Regions from separate parts of the Mus musculus genome. Here regions 1, 2, 3, 4, 5 and 7 are each linked to region 6. A link is a contact called in public HiChIP or PLAC-seq and promoter capture Hi-C data. All regions are on one chromosome and are shown on one strand. The core of a region is the stretch at or near the end of the contact, and the rest is flanking DNA. Distances in the headings are between cores, read along the strand shown. Region 1 holds the start of Trim65 (tripartite motif-containing 65). Region 2 holds the start of Pgs1 (phosphatidylglycerophosphate synthase 1). Region 3 holds the start of Tha1 (threonine aldolase 1). Region 4 holds the start of Ubald2 (UBA-like domain containing 2). Region 5 holds the start of Wbp2 (WW domain binding protein 2). Region 6 holds the start of Snhg20 (small nucleolar RNA host gene 20). Region 7 holds the start of Birc5 (baculoviral IAP repeat-containing 5).

Evidence for each region. Promoter capture Hi-C pulls out the DNA fragments that hold promoters and counts their contacts. HiChIP or PLAC-seq counts read pairs in DNA pulled down with a chosen protein or histone mark.
Region 1: a contact with region 6 is called in a FOXA1 HiChIP or PLAC-seq map of pancreatic cancer cells. The contact joins the promoter of Trim65 here to the promoter of Snhg20 in region 6.
Region 2: a promoter capture Hi-C map of embryonic stem cells shows a contact between it and region 6, with 4 times the contacts expected there. The contact joins the promoter of Pgs1 here to the promoter of Snhg20 in region 6. A contact is called at or near these places in 7 of 39 promoter capture datasets (the 3T3-L1 cell line, the SN4741 cell line, embryonic stem cells and 4 more), 1 of 484 Hi-C or Micro-C datasets (embryonic stem cells) and 2 of 115 datasets of contacts at active chromatin or transcription factors (microglia and pancreatic cancer cells).
Region 3: a FOXA1 HiChIP or PLAC-seq map of pancreatic cancer cells shows a contact between it and region 6. The contact joins the promoter of Tha1 here to the promoter of Snhg20 in region 6. A contact is called at or near these places in 3 of 39 promoter capture datasets (embryonic stem cells, hippocampal neurons and liver) and 3 of 115 datasets of contacts at active chromatin or transcription factors (memory CD8 T cells, microglia and pancreatic cancer cells).
Region 4: a contact with region 6 is called in an HNF4G HiChIP or PLAC-seq map of pancreatic cancer cells. The contact joins the promoter of Ubald2 here to the promoter of Snhg20 in region 6. A contact is called at or near these places in 2 of 39 promoter capture datasets (liver and neutrophils) and 1 of 115 datasets of contacts at active chromatin or transcription factors (pancreatic cancer cells).
Region 5: a contact with region 6 is called in a promoter capture Hi-C map of stem cell-derived epiblast-like cells, with 3 times the contacts expected there. The contact joins the promoter of Wbp2 here to the promoter of Snhg20 in region 6. A contact is called at or near these places in 1 of 39 promoter capture datasets (stem cell-derived epiblast-like cells) and 1 of 9 other capture datasets (adipose tissue).
Region 7: a promoter capture Hi-C map of pre-B cells shows a contact between it and region 6, with 2.7 times the contacts expected there. The contact joins the promoter of Birc5 here to the promoter of Snhg20 in region 6. A contact is called at or near these places in 11 of 39 promoter capture datasets (the 3T3-L1 cell line, 3T3-L1-derived adipocytes, the HPC-7 cell line and 6 more) and 5 of 115 datasets of contacts at active chromatin or transcription factors (embryonic basal ganglia, embryonic stem cells, epiblast stem cells and 2 more).

The regions. Positions count from the first base shown.
Region 1 is chr11:116,129,805-116,132,504 of GRCm38.p6, reverse strand. It overlaps Trim65 (tripartite motif-containing 65), which reads left to right and starts at 1,377. Exons shown (of 6, transcript NM_178802.4): 1 at 1,377-1,919. The coding sequence starts at 1,500. It overlaps Mrpl38 (mitochondrial ribosomal protein L38), which reads left to right. Exons shown (of 9, transcript NM_024177.3): 8 at 1-85; 9 at 375-688. The coding sequence ends at 511.
Region 2 is chr11:117,985,583-117,988,282 of GRCm38.p6, reverse strand. It overlaps Pgs1 (phosphatidylglycerophosphate synthase 1), which reads right to left and starts at 1,426. Exons shown (of 10, transcript NM_133757.2): 1 at 1,270-1,426. The coding sequence starts at 1,403.
Region 3 is chr11:117,872,136-117,874,835 of GRCm38.p6, reverse strand. Tha1 (threonine aldolase 1) reads left to right here and starts at 1,310. Exons shown (of 7, transcript NM_027919.4): 1 at 1,310-1,665. The coding sequence starts at 1,437. Gm11725 (a long non-coding RNA gene) reads right to left here. Exons shown (of 3, transcript XR_001780380.2): 2 at 2,633-2,700.
Region 4 is chr11:116,432,649-116,435,348 of GRCm38.p6, reverse strand. Ubald2 (UBA-like domain containing 2) reads right to left here and starts at 1,255. Exons shown (of 3, transcript NM_176902.3): 1 at 921-1,255; 2 at 728-790. The coding sequence starts at 1,040.
Region 5 is chr11:116,085,613-116,088,312 of GRCm38.p6, reverse strand. It overlaps Wbp2 (WW domain binding protein 2), which reads left to right and starts at 1,318. Exons shown (of 8, transcript NM_016852.3): 1 at 1,318-1,446. The coding sequence starts at 1,388.
Region 6 is chr11:117,075,377-117,078,094 of GRCm38.p6, reverse strand. Snhg20 (small nucleolar RNA host gene 20) reads right to left here and starts at 1,312. Exons shown (of 2, transcript NR_027059.1): 1 at 893-1,312. Mir6516 (microRNA 6516) reads right to left here and starts at 747; the gene lies at 638-747.
Region 7 is chr11:117,847,793-117,850,492 of GRCm38.p6, reverse strand. It overlaps Birc5 (baculoviral IAP repeat-containing 5), which reads right to left and starts at 1,256. Exons shown (of 4, transcript NM_009689.2): 1 at 1,032-1,256; 2 at 630-739. The coding sequence starts at 1,142.

The DNA of each region.
Region 1 (2,700 bases), core at 128-2,627, 950 kb after region 6:
CAGGAAGCCATGACTCCAGCCGGTCTGGCTTTTTTCCAGTGCCGCTGGGATGACTCTGTCACCCACACCTTCCACCAGCTTCTAGGTAAGGGCTTAGTGGTCAGGCAGGCCTGGGGATAAAGACCTTTCCTGCCATGCCAGGAGATGGCCTTTGAAAGCCAGGGTGAGCCGGGCGGTGGTGGCGCATGCCTTTAATCCCAGCACTCGGGAGGCAGAGGCAGGCGGATTTCTGAGTTCCAGGACAGCCAGGGATACACAGAGAAACCCTGTCTCGAAAAACCCAAAAAAGTCCCTGGCAGAACTCCAGCCTCACAGGCAAGGAAGGAGGCCCAGGTCAGCAGAAGTCCACCACTCTCCCCTTACTTTTCTTGCAGACATGCGGGAACCTGTGTTTGAATTTGTACGGCCACCCCCTTACCACCCCAAACAGAAGCGCTTCCCCCACGAGCAGCCCCTACGCTATCTGGACCGATACAGGGACAGTCATGAGCCCACCTATGGAATCTACTGAGAGACTCAGTACATTCATCTCCGAGGGGGAACTGTCGCAGCAGCTGGAAGGTCACACCTCCGGAGAGAGCCATCTGAAGCCAACTGAGACAGTCCCATGCTGGCCTCTCCCAGGACACCCAGGGGCTTGTGGATGTGCCTCGATTCTATGTGAATAAAATACTTTTTTCCTGATGCCAATATGTCTTCACTTTCGGGCACCCAGACCCTTTTAGTGAAGCTTTAGTGCTCTGTGGGTGAGCAGAAGGTGCCCAGCAGCCCGGTAGCTGGGGGTACACATGAAAAGTGAACCTTTGCCCAGCCTGTGATCTTTGTGAAAGACAGCCCCGGGATCAGAACCTCCTCGAGGAGAAAGTCCTGCCCCTGTCAGACCTAGCAACAGATTGCTTGTTACCTTAGCATATTTCAGCCCCCACCAAGGCCTGGAGCCCCCACTGTGAGGCTAGAGGCCTAGAAACAAATCAGTTCTGCCTACTCCATTAGGAGTGATCTCTGATTCATACTGCCTTTGGGGACCCTGGAACTCCCATCTGCTCTGCTCAGCTGTAGAGGAGATGACAGTAGCCTGTCTTAGGGTTTTACTGCTGTGAACAGACACCATGCCCTGGGCCTTTAATCCCAGCACTCAGGAGGCAGAGACAGACGGATTTCTGAGTTCGAGGCCAGCCTGGTCTACAAAGTGAGTTCCAGGACAGCCAGGGCTACACAGAGAAACCCTGTCTCGAAACCCTCCCACCCACTCCTCCCCCCCAAAAAAGAGTCTAGGGAAGGAACACAAATAGTCAGGGTGGACCGGAGGGAGCCGCGCCCCAGCTCCCAGTGCGTCAGAAGGCGGGCAAGCAAGGGTGACTTGGATCCCTGCCAAGGAACGTTCTAGTGCACCAGGCTGCGCACTGCCGCGACTTCCTGGACTGTCTTCCCCAACGTAGTGCTCGCACTGGTAGCCTCGGCCCCTTTAAGAGATCTGAGCACTGGGCCTCGCTTCCGCCATGGCCGCTCAGTTGCTGGAGGAGGACGTGGTGACTTGCTCCATCTGCTTAGGTCGCTACCGGGACCCGGTGACGCTGCCCTGCGGGCACAGCTTCTGCGGGAACTGCATCCAGGATTCATGGCGTTCCTGCGAAAAGTCGTGTCCGGAATGTCGCCAGCCCTTCCCCGAGGGCGCCAAGCTGTCCCGCAACGTGAAGATGAGCACCTTGCTGCAGGCGCTGCCCGTTCTGCCGGCGCCGCCCGCCGTGACTCCGCGCCGGGACTCCGCCACAAGCCACAGCGCTCGCTGCCTGCGCCACGGGAGGCCGCTCGAGTTCTTCTGTCGCACGGAGGGCCTCTGCGTGTGCAGCGCGTGCACGGTGCACGACTGCAGCCACCACGAGCGGGCGCTGCTGGACGTGGAGCGCCGCGTGCGCGAGGTGCGGGAAGGGCCTCTCCGAGGGCCGAAACTGCTTGTGGCCAGGGCCAGGGGCTGCAGCAGGATCTGCGGGTTCCCATATGAACCCAGAGGGCACGTGCACCTGACTGCTGCACGCAGCTCTCCCCAGGTCCTCTGAATAAAGTAGAGCCAGAGTGTTAGGTCAGGGCTGGCAGCCCCATTCGCTAAGGTGGCCAGCATTCAGTAAGTGTGATTTCTGCCCTTCAGAGACTGAAGGATCTACTCAAGGGTCAGATAGAGTCTCAGCAAAACGTGAATGTAGAGTCAGCAGGGCCAGTCTGCATGGTGGTCGTGACTCTTCCTCTAGGGATGTGCAGTGCCTTTCCAAGCTGAGACAGGGTGATGATGTCATCAGATTTCTGCTTTCTGGAGTCTGAGCCCCAGCTGGGGTGTGGAGGGGGTAAGAGATGAGGGGTAAGAGGAAGGAGGTCTCAGCTGCAAAACAAAAGAAATGAGAAGTGAGTGGGAGCCCGGTGCCCAGTGGAGAGAGTAAGACGCAGGACAAGGGTTTCTTCGGGAGACCGGGCTGCTGTGTGCTGAGGTTGGGTAGAGAGTAGCTGGTTTGGGATATGCAGTGTGTGGGGTACACAGACAGGGGTGGGGGCACAGACATCTACTGAGAGCTGGGAAGAGATGCGGACAGTGAAGTGAAAGAAGTCGCTATGGTATCCCTAGAAGGAGTGGAAATTTGTTGGGCAGGGGATTACATCCTGACAAAGCTGTAGAGATGGCGGCCAGGGCACAAGCAGTTACAGGAGGGA
Region 2 (2,700 bases), core at 177-2,676, 910 kb before region 6:
TTCCTAAACTGCTCCTCTTTCAGGCAGAACTTTTGAAACCTAACATTTTTCAGTGGTCTGGTGCCCTGATGTAATAAGCGTCACCTGATTCTACCGTCCAATCGAATGGCTGGGGGAAAGAGCCATTCTGATCAGCAGGCAACCTGAGATAAGACTGCCTGTCTGCCTTGATTCTGTCATTCAGTAGGTCCTCTAAGTCTAATTTGTGCTTGGGTTGGCAAGCTCCCTGTTACTCTGTAAATCAATGACCCACATCTAGAACCAACGCAGGTGACTGCACCTCAAGCCATCTAGAGACAAGATCTTACCCACAGATCTTACTCACAGAACCAGAATGGGCCATTACAGCTCACACCTGGGAGTCAGCATTGGACATGAGGCAGGAGAATCAGGAGTATTAGGCTAACCTGAGTTACTCAATTTAAGGCCAGTATAGATACATGAAACTGTGTCTCTAAAAGAACTGGGGGTCCAGCGAGTTTGCTGCCAAGCCTGATGATCCGATTTCAATCACTTCAACTCACGTGGTAAAAGAGAACCGACTTCCCCTACCACCACCTGAGCACACAGTCATTATTTTAATTGTTTTATTTATTTTAAAGAGAGAGAGGAGGAGCTGAGATGTGGCTCAGTGGTAAAGCACCTGCCTTGTGTGCATGGAGTTCTGGGTTTGGGCCCCAGCATTTGAAGAAAAAGAAAACGAAGTCTCTAAACATATCCACACGAGAGAATATCACACACAAACACACAATCTCAATATCTATCTCGCGCGCTCCTGAAAATTAGCAATAGCATCAGGCCTCTTGGTTGAGCCTGTTCTTGGCAAATGTTTCCTTTAAAGGACCACTGCCTGAACAAACTGCTTCAAAGCTTCCCTCACCGCTTACACAACCCACTTCAGTACTTTTCCAGAAACAAGCCTTTCGAACGCGCGCAGAAAGAGTTTCGAGTGTTTCCTCTTCACGGGCCTGAGTACCGATTGAGTCAGGATTGAGAAATGTCTCCGGCAGGATGTGAGGAAGCCAGCCTGCACCGGGTCCCCGCAGGGCTGATTCACTCCGGCCAACTCACCGCTCTAACCCCGACTGCCACACTCACGCCCCGAGCCCGGAGCACAGCAGCCTTGGCCCCAGGGCCGGGCCGCAGCCCCGAGCTCGCCCCGGGTGGCTCCTGCACGGTGCACGCCCACGGGGCTCCTGGCTGAGCCGCCGGCACGCGGGGAGACAGCGAGTCCCCCACCCCCCGCCCGGCCCTCTCGAGCGCTCTCACCTCCGGCGCCGGCGCTCCCGGCTCCTGCCCAGACGGTCGGAGAGGCGGCCCAGGAGCGCGGCCAGCCCGGGCCTGCCAGGCAGCAGGCCCAGCAGCCGCCTCCAGAACACCGGGCCCGCTGCCGGCGCCGCCATGGAGACCCGCCGCTTCCGCTTCCGGCGCGCGAGAACTTTATTGACAGTGCGAGCGCGAACAGGGAGCCAGCGCGCAGGCGCGGTAGCGGCAGTGACAGCTGCATAGGCTGTATTCCCTTGTCTTTGCCTCTCTGTATCCTTTCTGGGGCACCGCGTCGCGCCAGACAGGGAGCTCAAGGGCGGGAGGCATGGACTACAGTCCTAAGTTCACCTGATGGTCCAGGAGGGAGAATGCTGGTGACAGCTCAGCACCCCGAATCCTGTCAGATTAGCAGCTGCTGCCCTGCACTTTATGCTCATCTGCCTTGCTGTAAGAGGAGGGATGCTCAGCGACCAGACTACCTGTCAGACTTCCAGCTGCTACCCTGCGCTCACATAAAGGTCCAGGAGGATTAATAACAGCTCAGCGCCCGGAGTCCTGTCAGACTGATAGCTGCTGCCCTGCGACCTATGATCATCTGCCTTGTTCCAAGAAGAAGGAAGGATGCTCAGCGCAGACTTTCAGCTGCTACCCTGCGCTCACATATGAGAGTCCAGGAGGGAGAATAGCTAGTAACTGCTCAGCGCCTCAATCCTGTCCGTTTGACAGCTGCTGCCATGCACTCACATGAGGGAGCAAGGAGGAGGATGTCAGTGGCATCTTAGCACCTGTCACACTGACAGCTGCCGCCATGCGCATTAAACTCACCTGCATTGCTCCAGGAGAGAGGAAGCTAGTGATCATTCAGAGTCCTGACACCTGTCAGATTGATAACTTCCTGAGCCCTACGCCCTCAACTCACCTGCCTGGCTCCAAGAGGAAGGATTCTTGCAATAGCTCAGTGCCCAACACCTGTCAGATAGCCAGCCCCTGCTTTGTGCCCGCACTCGTGTGCATCATCACTCAGTTCAGCACCCTGAGGCCTGACCCTCCTCTGCCCCTGTCTGACTTTCATGCCCTTAATTCCTTCCCTGGCTCACATGCTCTGGGACTTAGAAGCTAGAAACATTGTAAAACAGTCATAATTCTCTTTACCCCAGAGATGATGGAGTTAAAGCTGTAACACTTGAACTAACATTCTGAATTTCACCTCCACCAAACTATTTCAGGAAAGTGAATGACACATTTCAAAAGAATATTTATCTCAGTCTTTCTCCCATTATTGAAAAGTGTGGAAACAGCCGGTGGTGGTGGTGGTGGTGGTGGTGCACGCCTTTAATCCCAGCACTGTGGAGACAGAGGTAAATGGATCTCTGTGAGTTCAAGACCAGTATGGTCTACAGAATGAGTTCCAAGATAACCAAGGCTACACAATGA
Region 3 (2,700 bases), core at 61-2,560, 800 kb before region 6:
GAGGAATCAATCTAAGGATCACATGCTTACTAGCTAGGTGCTCTGTCACAGGGCTCTTGGGCATGACTTCCATGGAAGCACCTTGTCTCTCCAAGCCAATGGTATAGGAAAAAGAAAGATTTCTAGATACCTCCAAAACTCCGTTTCCCATATGTCCTAGAGAGATGGCAGACACAAACCCATACAGTCTCTTGGAGACTCTGTAACTCTAGCTCCAGGTTGTCCAGCGCCCTCTTCTGGCCCCAGTAGGTAACTACACTCATGTGTATCTACTCCCCACCCCACACATATGATTTTTAAAGTTTTAAATCTCCCCCCCCCCCCATACAGGGTCTCTGTGTAGCCTTGATTGTCCTGGAACTCTGTGGACCAGGCTGGCCTCGAATTCAGAGATCCGCCTACCTCTGCCTCCCCAGTGCTGGAATTAAAGGTGTGTGCCACCACCTCCCAGCTTTAAATTCATTTAAAAGAAGAATTTGGGGAGAGGAGAGGGGAAGGGGAGGGGGAAGGAGGAGGAGGAGGGGAGAGGAGGGAGGGGGAATGTATCCCATTTGGTAGCATGCTTGCCTAGCACTTACAAAGCCCTAAATCTAGTTCCCAGCACAGCGTAAACTGGGCATGGTGGCACACACTTGAATTCCCAAGCAGGACGGTCAGATGTTCAAGGTCAACTAGGTTACCCAGTGAGTTCAGAACTAATTTTGTTGTTTGTTTGTTTGTTTTGAGACAAGGTTTCTCTGTGTAGCCCTGGCTGTCCTGGAACTCACTTTGTAAACCAGGCTGGCCTCGAACTCAGAAATCCGCCTGCCTCTGCCTCCCAAGTGCTGTGATTAAAGGCGTGCGCCACCACTGCCCGGCCAGAACTAATTTTTAAGGAGAAAAATTAAAAAGACTCCAGTGGTTGAAAGCTACTGTTTATGGGCAACACGGTACCATACTTGATTCCTGGACTTCACATCAGTGTCTGCAGCCTGTTTCCTCGGGTGTAAAATGAGGACCGTGAGGGACTGGAGAGGTGGCTCAGAGGCATGGAACTGATTATGAAGAGAACCTGAGTTCCATTCCCAAACACCCAGGTGTTTCCCAGAGTGGCTGAGACGCTTAATTAAGTTAAATCTGCAGTGCCACGAGCAGTACCATGTACACGCTAAAATCCCCGGACCTCAGCTTTGTTTCCCACTCAGCAAAGTAAGGAACTGTCATTCCAAAATCTCCTAGCCTTTGGAACAACGGAACACAAAAACTACAACTCTCAGCATGCTGCGGGGCTCGAATAATGTATAAAACTCCAGAGAGGACTACAATTCCCATAGTGCCCCGGGCTTGCCCAGTTCAGGTCCGCGCGGGGTCAGAAGAGTCCAGTTACACGGGTTCCCCGCTGGCACGGAAGAGACTGTCCTCCGCTCCTGCGGCCGAGAAAGACGAGTGCCACAGCCATGCTATGCAGCCTGTTCCGGGCCGCCATGCTACGCAGCCTGTTCCGGGCCACGGTCCCGGGGCTCAGGGTGCCCTGGGCTCAGTGGTCTAGGAATTGGGCGGGGGTCCCAGCCCACGTGGTGGACCTACGCAGCGACACGGTGACCCGGCCAGGGCCGGCCATGAGGCGCGCTATGGCCGAAGCGGTTGTAGGAGACGATGATTACGGCGAAGACCCTACGGTCCACGGTGAGCCCGGCGAACAGGCCCGGGGCAGGGGTCGTTGCGGTGACCCCGGGACGCTGTCCGTGGTTCTGACAGGACAGCACGGACGCAGAGGGGTGCCTCGCTGACATTTGAGGACGCTCAGTGGTGCACTCTGCGTTCTTGTTCCTTCTCGGAGAGATCCCTGGTAATGCAGACTCTTGAGCTCCACAATGGACTTGGGGAGCCAGAATCTGCATTTTAACAGGACCACCTGGTGATTTCTGCCCACTGTCACCCAATTGCCCAGATGGGTGTTGTCCAGACTTGGCAAAGCAAGACCCCGAGATGGGCAGAGAGGAGTTCAAGGACCCACATCAGGAACAGGGAAGAACCAGGGTTTGAGACAGGTCTTACTACAAGGAGGGCTAACTACTCTCCTTCATTCATTGGCTGACTTCACAAAGACAAAATCAATCCAGCAAAGAAAGTGCTCGCTGCTCCTTCACAGGGGGGGGGGGGGGGTGCAGAATTTCATATCTAGGGAGTGCAGCGCGTTAAGGAGACAGCAAACCAAAGCCCACCCGGGGTCAATAGTCACTGCTAAGGTGGACCTCTAGTGCTGCTGTGTGTGCACTAGAGATCCAGAGATACACCAGAGATCACACTTGACCTTTGTGGACCCAGGGGTGATTGGGGCTGATCTAGAATCTCTTGACAACAAGATATTACCAGGAACTTCAAAGATGCTGAGCTACACTGCTCTCAGCAGGCACCTGGTGTAAACAGGTCACCACATCAAGGCTGGGAGGTCCTGGCCTCGACAGGAGTCTGAGGAGGGTGAACCAGGGGCTGGGAGGAGGAGCGAGCAGAACTCATCCCCGACCGCACACAGGGCTCAGGGAGACACGGGTATGTGTCCTCTGGGGACAGAATCTAGATCACTTTAGCACTGAGCATTGTGTCACAGACAGGAGAGCCACCATGGCCTTTACCCAGGCCATCCACTCACCCGCCAGCTGCACTCTTTGTGCCCTGCCCGCTCCCCAGAGGCTCTTCTTCCGTGGTGATGTGCAGAGG
Region 4 (2,700 bases), core at 6-2,505, 640 kb after region 6:
AATCCAGGCTCCAAGAACTATTTCCTGGACTGTTTTGTTTCTTAACATACTGAGATTAAAAGAAATTCTTGGCCTCACCTTAGGTATATAAATCTGTATATCCTCCATAAAGGTTATGTTCCCTGGAGGCTTTGGAAGGGCCAGCCTACCTTTGTGGGTAGAGTTGGACTTCCGGAGCCAGGGTGGATCTATCCCTCCCCTGCTTCCTGCAGCACTGGGTGGGTGGGTGGTGTGTGTGTGTGTGTGTGTGTGCACACGGCTGTGTTTGTTGCACCAAGACACAAATCCCTACCTCAGTCGTGTGTGTGTGTGTGTGTGTGTGTGTGTTTTGCATCAAGACACAAATCCCTCAGTCCCCCACCACCCCGAAGTCCCCAAAGGTCTGGTTATCCTCGAGCCCCTTCCCCATCCTCTGCTATCAGAATCGCAACATCCTGCTGGAAGCCGTCTTCCCTTCCTTCTACCCCCACCTCCCCAACACCAAGGCCCTTACACCCAGGGCACAGCGCCCAGCACAGGGCCTCAGGCCCCGATCCAGCGGCCTGGAGGCGGGTCCCAAAGTTGGGCGAGCCAGCGCCGGCCTGGGAGCGCTCTTTCCTGGAAGACATTTTGGCTCTTTGTTTACATTCGCGGCGCGCCGCTCCCCGGCAACATGGCTGTCACCGGCGCGGCTGACAGCGACCCTGCCGCACCGAGCGCCCCCTCCGCGGCCCTGGGGAACACTTACCATCTGCGGGTGGTGGTGGCTGTTGGGAATGTTGCTTTCTTGAAAGAACGTGCTTAGGGCGGTCTGCGGACAAAATACGGGACGCAGCGGCGTGAGCGAGGCCTGGCCGCCCCGGCCCCCCCCCCCCCCGCCGCGGCCCCCCTACGCGGCCCCCGGCTCCCACGCGCGCTCCCGACCCCGGCCCGGTGCACACCTCGAACTGCCAGTGCGCCGCTTGCAGCAGCTGCTGCGCCTGATCGGCCGCGCAGCCCGCGGCCAGCACGAACTGGTTGATCATGACCTGGTGCCGCAGCTCGTCCGTGTTCACCGACATGGCGCTGGGCGGCCGCCCCGGGCTCACGCTCGCAGCTCCGCCGCCGCCCGGCGAATGTTGTGGTTCGGCTCGCGCGGCCGCGCCGACGCCGCAAACAACAGCGCGGGGCGGGGCCGCCAGGCCCAACGTTCGGGGGCCGTGAGCCGACGCCGCTGATTGGCCCACGCGCAGCCCAGCCAGCCGCCGGCTCCCACACGGACGTTCGATTCGAATCCTGCGGCGGGCCCGGCCGCTCTGTTTCTCTCCTCGCCTGGCCGCGCCCATTGGCGGAGTCGGTGCCGCGGGGGCACCCCGGCATTGGCCAGCCTCCGTGTTTTGGCTCCTCCGAGTTGGTGGTTGGCTGGGGCCGCCATCGGGAGGCGGGGCGTGATGCGCTGATTGGCCTACCGTAGGCCTGTTTGAACTCAACTCGAAAACCCTGACCGCGTTCTGATTGGTGGAGGTCATCAGTGTTTGCTGTTGTAGGCGTGGGGGTGGTGCTGGCCAAGTTCATTCATTACTTCATTGAAACTGAACATGCTCAGCTGGAAAAGCAAGACGGAGTGGCTTTGACTCATTTCCTCTGAAAGATGTGGTCATCTCGAGAAACAGAACGATCAAAATAGAAAACACACAGAACCTTCGCAGCTACTCGACTCTCAAGAGTATTTAAATTTTTAAATAGCTTCTAAACAGTCTCTCTTAAAAAAAAAAGAAAAGAAAAAGAAAACTTTTGAAACATGGCAGACAGATCCTGGGTTCAATTTCTTAACACCACAAAACAAAACAAAACAAAACAACACAAAAGAACCAGGCGTAGTGACCACATGGTTTTAATTTCAGGGCTCAGTGGGAGGTAGAGGCATTCGGATAGCTCTGAGTTCGAGGCCAGTCTTGCCTACATGGTGAGTTAGTTCCAGGACAGCCAGCAGGGCTACATAGAGAAACTCTCCAAACACACACACACACACACACACACACACACACACACACACACACACACACACGGGGGTGGGGGGGAATAGCCAGTGCCAGGGCATGCTTTGCATAATCCAGCCTCGGGGTTTAAAAACCTTATGCTTTAAAAAAAAAAAAAAAAAAAAAAGTACCTGTTTTCAGCATGAAGACATTTTCTTTGTCATTATTCCCTGATCAAGAGGACATTGATACATCTATTCACATGAAACTTACATTGTATTGGGTATTAAAGTGACCTAAAGATGATTTAAGGTACACAAGATGGTGAAGTTGGCTGGTAGGAAAAAATGACACATGGTATAAGAGCCCCACTTATCCAAGGATTCTAGACCATGGGGAGCGGGCAGGAACTGTTTCCACCCTGATCTGGAGGATCGGATTGGGAATTTACTGTGAAGGCTCCTGTTTCAGGAAGACATATACTGTTTTTCATCAGAACTAATTACAGCGAAGGTTCTAACTAGTTAGGGTGTGCAGAACAGAAGGACAGAACAGAAGAAAGCAAACCTCACTTCTATTTCTTTGCCAGTGAAGGCAGAGGCAGTGAGAGTCGCTTTCCATGGTGTGGGTGTAAAACCAGACTGGGGTTGACAAACTTGGCAGCAAGCGCCTTTACTCACTGAACTCTTTTTATTTTACCTAAAAGGACTAAATGTTCTCTTTAAGAGAACTTGCCCGTTTTTTAGAAAGTATCTAGCTAAGA
Region 5 (2,700 bases), core at 69-2,568, 990 kb after region 6:
ACAGTGCTTTTCGTGATGTGCATGAATACTGGACTCAACTGATCATCATAACTTTGTAAACCCAGGCTCGGTGGTACACACCTGTAATCTCAGGACTCTTTCTCAAAAACCAAACAAACAAAAATCTGTAGCCATTTGACTTTTATTAGTGTGCACCTAGAAAAACAAACAAACAAACAAACAAACAAACAAACAGACAAACAACCCCAAAGCGAACAGAAGGGTCTCTTGCACTGTGAGTTAATAATGTACCTGCCATTTCCCAGAACTGTTTTACTCTGCAGCTGAGGCTGGTCTGGAAATCATTATGCAGCCCAAACTGGCCTCAAATCTGTGGCAATGTTCCAGGATGTAGGGCACCATGCTGTCTGCTTCAAACCAAACACTGGTGTCTTAAGGTTAAGGGTAGGTACGCTAAGATGCCACCCAGAAACTGAAGAGTTCTCCCAACCCTCGACAGCCCTGCGAAAGATACAACTCAGAGGTGGAGTTTAGATTCACTACAGCGCAGTGGGGAGACACCCACTAGCAGAAACGAGTCAGTGGTATTTTCAAAGTCCTACCTGGCGGTTGGTCATGTGCTTTGTCAGTCCACTCAATTATTCTAGGTCCTGTTTAAACCCTGCTGTTTAACTTCTGCAGCGGGATCCGCTAGATCAGAGCAGGAAGCAGCGCCATCGCGAGGCGGCAGGCGGCAGGTGCTGGGCGGGGAAGAGGGTGGGGAGCGGACCGCTCAGTCCCCAGAAGTTCACAGTCCGACTCTGGGTCCGGGATCTGGATCTGGGTCGATTAAAGTGGCGTATTTTATTTTTTTCGGGCTTTGCCAGTCCACTGTAGAAGGGACTGCATCTCGCACTGCTCTGTAAGTTTGCAATGAATACCCAAATGTAAGCGCGAACTACTCATGACAGTTGCGGAAATGAAGACGGCTGGTTACGTAATGTTTAAATGTACCATACACCAGATCATCAAATTTAAGTTACATTTCTTCGATTGAGTTTGCTTAACATGAGGAAGCTAGGATGAGAGAGGCGTACAAATGTTTAAGTAGTCTTGTAAATATAATCTCTAGCCTGGCCTATAATATAAAAAAAGACTACAAATTCCAGAATGCACTCGTCACTAAACGCAGGGCGAGGCCGCGGTTGCCGGACCACTGCCTGCTGGGAATTGTAGTTGGCTGCTTGTTTGTGATGCAGGTGCAACTTGGGGGAGGGAGAGCGGGAGTAAACTCTCCCCACGTGACAGTCCAGATCAGGTGGTTGGTCAGCCTGCGCGCAGGAACTATGATTGGCTGACTGTAATACGAACGACGCCACTAGAGGCGGGCCAAAGACCAGCGCAAGCGCAGAGCGTTGCGAGTCTCGGGACCCCAGTGGGAGAGACTATGGCGCTCAACAAGAATCACTCAGAGGGCGGCGGAGTGATCGTCAACAACACTGAGAGGTGAAAACACGGCGGAAGGATCCTGGAGACTTGAAGGGCGGGTGTCGGCCACTGTGTGTGGTGGGCGGTGGGATATGGTGGAGAAGGAAATTGATGGAGCGCTGTGGGGGGGGGGGCGTGGGGGGGGAGGAAAGAGGGAGAAAGGGGTGGTAACGGCCGGAGGCGGGGCTGGAGGGAGTGGGTGGGTCGTTGGGGAGGGCCGGAGTGCTGATCAGCTGGGGTGATGGGTGGGGGTGGGGCCAGAGAATGGTGTCAGGGTTTGTTTGGGAAGCCGAGTGAGGCCCACGGGTGATTTCTTGAACCCCTTCCCAAACGAAGTCTTAAAACATAGTTGCTATTTATTAGGCGTTCACTACGTCTTTACTATGCTGCGTCAGCTCTACCTTAGGTAATACATAATCCTGTGCCGCAGAAACTATTAGACACATTTTACAGGTAGGGCAAGTGACGCCTAATGAGGTTAAAATAACTTAGACCATTGTGCTGTGAGTAACAGAAGGGGAATTGAAGGAAGGTAACTTGGCCCCAAAGTCAATAGGCTTAACTACTCCTGTACAGTTTTCTCGTATATTCCAGAACTTCTCAAGTTCCAAAAGAAAGGCTGAGGCCCTAGAGGTGGTGGAACTAAATGTCTGTCAACTACTTAACCCGGTGACCCTTATAAAGGCTTGTCTCTTGCCTGGTTCTCTTGAATTCTTAATGGCTTGTGTCAGTTCCCCGAACAAAGGTCTCCCAACTTTAAGATTCTTTTTTTCTCTCCCCTCCTTGAACTGCTGGGCTTCTCTGTTCCTCTTGTTTCTTGTTCCTTGGAATTCTGACTCTCCTGACTTGCACTATCCGGGCTTGGATTAACTTGAGAGCCAAGAGAGACATGATGGAGGTCAGAGCCCACACCCAGTGTAGACAGGCACCCATCTTGGGACTTGTCACCTGGGAAGCTGACTCAGAGGAGAAGGTGGCAGTGACAAGGCCAGGTTCTGCTGACCTCGTGTGCGTAGGTCTTGGGAAGGGGCTGGCCAGCACATGTGCCTGGTGACCACTTCTTTAACCTGAGCTGCCCCTCTTTTATTGCACCAAGAAAGGATATTTGGGACAGGAGGAGACAGCTGAATGGAACCATACGAACTCAAACCTTTTTATCTTGTAATCTGAGAAACCTTACATTGTTTTCTGGTATACTTTGTCCAGTTCTTTGGCTGAGCCAAGTACTCTGATGCCATCTAATGACTGTCCCCACTTCTACCAGTCTCTCTG
Region 6 (2,718 bases), core at 63-2,562:
ACTGAAGAGACAACCTAGTGGGGCCCACGGTCGCTCAGGTGAGTCCTGGGGAACGATTTCTGTTTGTTTGGGTTGTACTGGTGTCTTGTCCAGTGACGTCTGGAGTCACAACTGTATGCATCTTTGTTTAAGCTCCACGTGGGTGGGACAGACACCCAGGAGTAGAAGACTTCCTAGCATGCATATAGCCTTGAGCTTTATCCGTACATCCCATAAACCACGTGTGCTCGAGGATGCCGGTCATCCAGGCGGCTACCAGAGGCAGAGGAAGGAGGATTAGAAGTTCAAAGGCTGCCCTCAGCTACTTAATGAGTAAAGGCCAGCCTGGGCTAAGTGAGACCCTATCTCAGAGCGGGGTGGTGCAGTTGCTGGAGAGATGGCTCAGCATTGAAGCTGAACACTTGTTGCCCTCTTAAAGGACCTGGGTTCAGTTCCCAGCATCCACACCGGGGCTGACAATACTCTATAATGCCACTTCTGGGAAATCTGGTACCCTCTTGTGACCCCTTGGGGGCACCAGGCAAACATCCACACTCTAAAATAAAATAAAATAATGAATACGTCTTTTTTCTCTTTTTTATCTAAAGTGAGGGGCTTGAGTAATGGTCAAATATTTGCTTTTGGAGGACTGTGCTCAGTCCCCACAGCTTCAGCAGGGCTCCTGTTTGCAGTATCATACATGACCACCAAACTGCTGCTAGGATGTCCACACCTGTTACTGCAAATTCTAACCCCAGGGAAGAGGTTCCTCCTCCTCTGGGATTTTACTTTAGGTCAAGGTCGGGCTGTCTGGTACGGGGCTGCACCCACCTCGGGCGGGTACAGCCACACAGGAGCCTTTTCCCAGACCGTCGGCCTCAGGTCACCGTCCCACCCCCAAGGATTGACATACCTGGGCCAACCAAGCTCAAGTCACTGGAAACGCTCCTCGGGAGGAAGGAGCTTGTGCGTGCTTCCGTCTAGTCGTTGGGGGATGTGGTTCATTTCCTGGGTGGGGAAATAAAAAGACAATTTAATACAATTCTGTGTAAGCGGACGAACCCGTGCGGCGCCTGCAACACAGAAGCAGCCAGTGCCCCGCCGATGGCGGCCCGGGCCTAGGGCCTTCCTACAACTCCAGCCCATCCCGCGATCGCGTGCCGGCCCGGGGTCAGCCTCCTCCCATGGGAGTCCCGGGAGAGGTTTCTGAATCCCACGATCGCCTTCGGGAGGCTCCACGGCGCCCCCGAGCCACGCTGCGCAGGATGCATCCCCTCTGCACGGAGCACGCGAGTTCTCCTCCCCGGCGGAACCAGCTCTGCAAATGCACTTCCGGCCGGAACTGAAGATTTACCATCGAGACGGCCGCTAGAAGGTCGCTCTGGCCTTCGGGTCATCCAGGTCGGCCTTAAAGGGGCCGCGTTCTAGACGCGGTTAGAGCGGCCAGAGTTCCACGCGGCGGTGGGACCTCGTCTACAGGGGCGCAAGCGGGAGGGACTCCCTACTCTTGGGCGGCAGGAGCTAGCCTAGCCACTGACCCTTTATCAATCACGCAGCCCTGTGCAGACCAAAAAGTTGACTTTCCCGAGCCCAGTCAGCCCTGTTGTGGCAAAGGCAGTTGAAACCCAGCTGGTTCTGTTGCAAACCTGTGTGTGACCTTCCATCACAGTATAAACCCATAGGTGGTATCAACTGATACCCGTTGACGTCAGCACCCTCTTGATCCAAAGGCTTCCCAAAATCGCACCTCTGACCTGACCGCCGCAGGACTGTATCTAGAATCATGCCTTCAGCAGAGACCTCCCGAGGAACATGACACCGTGGTCCAGCAAAGGGTTAGTTAGATCTGTGATGTGGCATCTCTGGGCTAAGACCTCCAACCTCCAAAGTGGCATCCAAGTCCTGCATGCAGGTCCAGGTTTCAATCATCCCAAGGTATCCCAGGGGCCAATGGGAAATCCCACGAAAAAAAATTGATCAATAATGCCAGGGCCAAGTCGGTGCTATGTAGTAATTTCCTCCGAAACATCTCACCCGGAGGGAAGCTTGAGAAAGTGCGATCCGGATAGTCCTTAAGACTCTAAGACTCGGAAAATAAGTGACAAGTCTCAAAAAATTCCTAAAGCTTACCAGATTCACAAGGCCCCGCCCTCCTTAATGAGGAGAGACCCTCCGAACTTGTGGAATTAGCCCCAAATCATGCAGAGAGCTCCAGTTTCCAGCTCTCCTGAGCTGTCACTCATGCTGGGCTAGGCTCTTAGTAATGTGAGTGTCTTTGGGCTATCCGTGCTCCTGTGAGTAACCCCAGAAAACTGGCCACTTCATGGGGGCGGGAGGGGCATTTGGTGTCATTGTTACTTTGGTCTGTCATTTAGTAAACAAGGTGGTCTCATCTCCCTAGGGAAAGTGTCACACAGCCATTACCCCTACAGCTGTGGCTCCTTCTAACTGGAATCAAGATCATCTTCAGGTCAGCTAGAGGCGCGGGGAAAGGCAAGGAGAGGGTGCACTCTGTATTTTCAGTAAATGAAGAAAATGACACACGAACCTCATTGAGATGAATGAAGGGTTTTTGCATGTTTCACTGTAATGTGAATCCAACCACTGAATACAGACTCCCCCTTTGAAGGCTATTTTATTTATTTATTGAGATGAGTCTTGTGGATGTAAAAACACAACTGTGGGAAGCCACATGTGCCGTTGCAGAGTGACACTGACTACTGCTGGCCACCACCCATA
Region 7 (2,700 bases), core at 7-2,506, 770 kb before region 6:
TTGATATGTAGAATAAGCACCTCAGTTCCTACTCCTGGGGTCTGAAACCAAACAGGGGCCACTGAAATGGCCCAGGTGAGGATGCTTGCTGCCAAACCTGCTCACCTGAGCTCAATTCCAGGGACCAACACAATAAGAGAGAAGTTATCCCCCCAAGCTGTCTTGACACCAACATCCACCATGACACCCACATCCAAACATACACAAATAGAAATATAAATTAAGTAATAATAACATATTTAAAAATTTGGTTGGGCAGTGGTGCTGCACGCCTTTAATCCCAGCACTTGGGAGGCAGAGGCAGGCGGATTTCTGAGTTCGAGGCCAGCCTGGTCTACAGAGTGAGTTCCAGGACAGCCAAGGCTGCACAGACAAACCCTGTTTTAAAACAAAAACAAAACACAACAAAAAAACCTCAGGCAAAACCATGCATGTTGGCAACACTCAGGAAACCAAGGCAGAAATTGAGAATTCAAGACTAGTCTGAGCTGTATAACTGGAACACTTGAGCAAGAAGCATGCTCTTCTACTAAATACAAATGGTTTGTCCCAACTCCAGTTCAACCCAAAAGGCTCTCAATGGAAGGGGAACACCAGGAAACCCACCGAGAGTAGCCTGTGGGACTTACATCGGGTTGTCATCGGGTTCCCAGCCTTCCAATTCCTTAAAGCAGAAAAAACACTGGGCCAAATCAGGCTCGTTCTCGGTAGGGCAGTGGATGAAGCCAGCCTCCGCCATCTGAAAATGACAGCTCGTGAGCGGGATCAACAGTCTGACCTTATCCCATGATTCCCAGAGATCGTTCCGGGCCGAGAACTGAGGACAGTGGGAAGAGGCCCGGAGGCTAACAGTGGTTCAGGCAGAGGGTGGGGAGAGCGGGGGGGGGGGGTGGCCTCGTGGAGGACAGAGCAGAGCAAAGCAGCCTGGCTAACAGTACGAAGCGAGGGTGGGGATAGCGGGTTCTGATCCCGGGTCACACAACTAAGGCACCGTCGGGCCCAGGGTGGAGTCGCTGGAAGCTGGGACTCACTCGCTCTGGGGTGCAGGCGCAGTCCTCCAGGAAGGGCCAGTTCTTGAAGGTGGCGATGCGGTAGTTCTTGAGGTACAGCTGCCAGATCTGGGGCAGCGCCGGAGCTCCCATGATGGCGTCACCACAACCTCCGCCAAGACGACTCAAACGCAGGATTCAAATCGCGCGGGCGGAGGCGCGCCGCAGAGCATGCCGGGAGAGCCCCGGCCCCACGCCCTCGCCCGCTGCCTTCTGGGAGTGGACGGCGCGAGGCGAGCCGGGAAAGTCCCGCCCCACGCCCATCTGCGCCTGGCCTTGTGGGCGTGGCGGGCGCAGGGCATGCTGGGAGTTGTACCTTCTGCTGCGGTTCCTTCTTGCTATTCTGACTCGAATCTTCCGCAGCTGCTCCCCAGAGGACACGGAGGGTGGCCGAGGGCGGTGGACGGGCCTGGGGCACCTCTTTAAAGCATGTCCGCTGCAAGTCCCATGTGCTCTGCAGGTTCTTCCTGCCTCAAGGTTTGCAGGATTTGGCCAGCTAGATATCGGAATGGAAGTGCCTCGGACCCACCCACAGGCTGGTGGAGGGGCGCCCTTAGGAAGACAGGAGACCCTCCTCCCTGCAGCAGCCGCCATCCTTCCTATAGACACCCTGGGATGGAGGCGGGGTCTGTATGTCCCAGCGCTGGAAAAGAAAGTCAATGGGTGTCTATTTCTGAGACCATCGGCCTGGCTCAGACCAAAGGGAAGCAGCCATACACCGCAAGAGAGTCCAGGAGCAGAAGAAAAATACTGCTTCCTGGGTGTGACTGTTGGCTGCTGAGCCTGCCTTGCTGCGGGCCCGTTTTCAGTGTCTCTGTTCCTGTCGGGCGGCCTGTGGTTGCAGTGGCTTCTAAAGAGCTTCACACTGCAGACAGCAGGCTGGGCATGCCCCGAACACAGCCCAGGTTGGCGTTGCAAACGAGTGCCCTGATAATTCGGTTTCCTTTTCAATAAATCTCAGTAGGCTTCCTGCCAGTGGGCCTCCAATGAGCTCCAGGCCACCTCACAGATTGTGAGGAAGAACAGATCATACCACATAGGCAGCTGGAACAAGAGGGGTTTTGTCACGTCCCGAAGAAACATGGATCAAGTATCAATTCCTGTGGCTCCCCCCAGCTCTTCTCACCCTGCCCCTATCCTAAACCTCACCAGTCCAGCGTTTGAGCTTCTCTTCCCTGTATAGACCAGCCATTTCTACAGCTTGCTCCCTTGGTCTGAAACTTTCCACTTCTCTCTTGGTCCTCTTCCCTCTCTCATCTCTTCCTCTCCTCTCTCATGGCCCGGTTCAGATAGGACTCTTCCCTGTAGTGAGAATTTGAGTTTCTCTAAAAGCCCAGTTATGTTTTATGAATGTGTTTTTGTTTTAATCCCAGGTGTGGAGTAAGAGGTGGCTTCCCAGCAAATAATTAGGGTTTGCCTTGCGCAAGGGTGTGATTTTTGCCAACTTCAGGAGAGCGTTTATTGTTTGGAATTCTGGGAAGTCTTTAGAGGGTATAAATGCCTTGAGCCCTGAGAGAGACAGGGGTGCTCTGAAGAGGCTGCTCCTCCCCCTGCTGTTCCCCGTGCTCCCACTGCTTGCTGCTGCTCCTGCTCCCCGACCCTGCTGCTGCTCCACCTGCTGCTCCTGGTTACTGTTGTTGCAGTTTGTCAA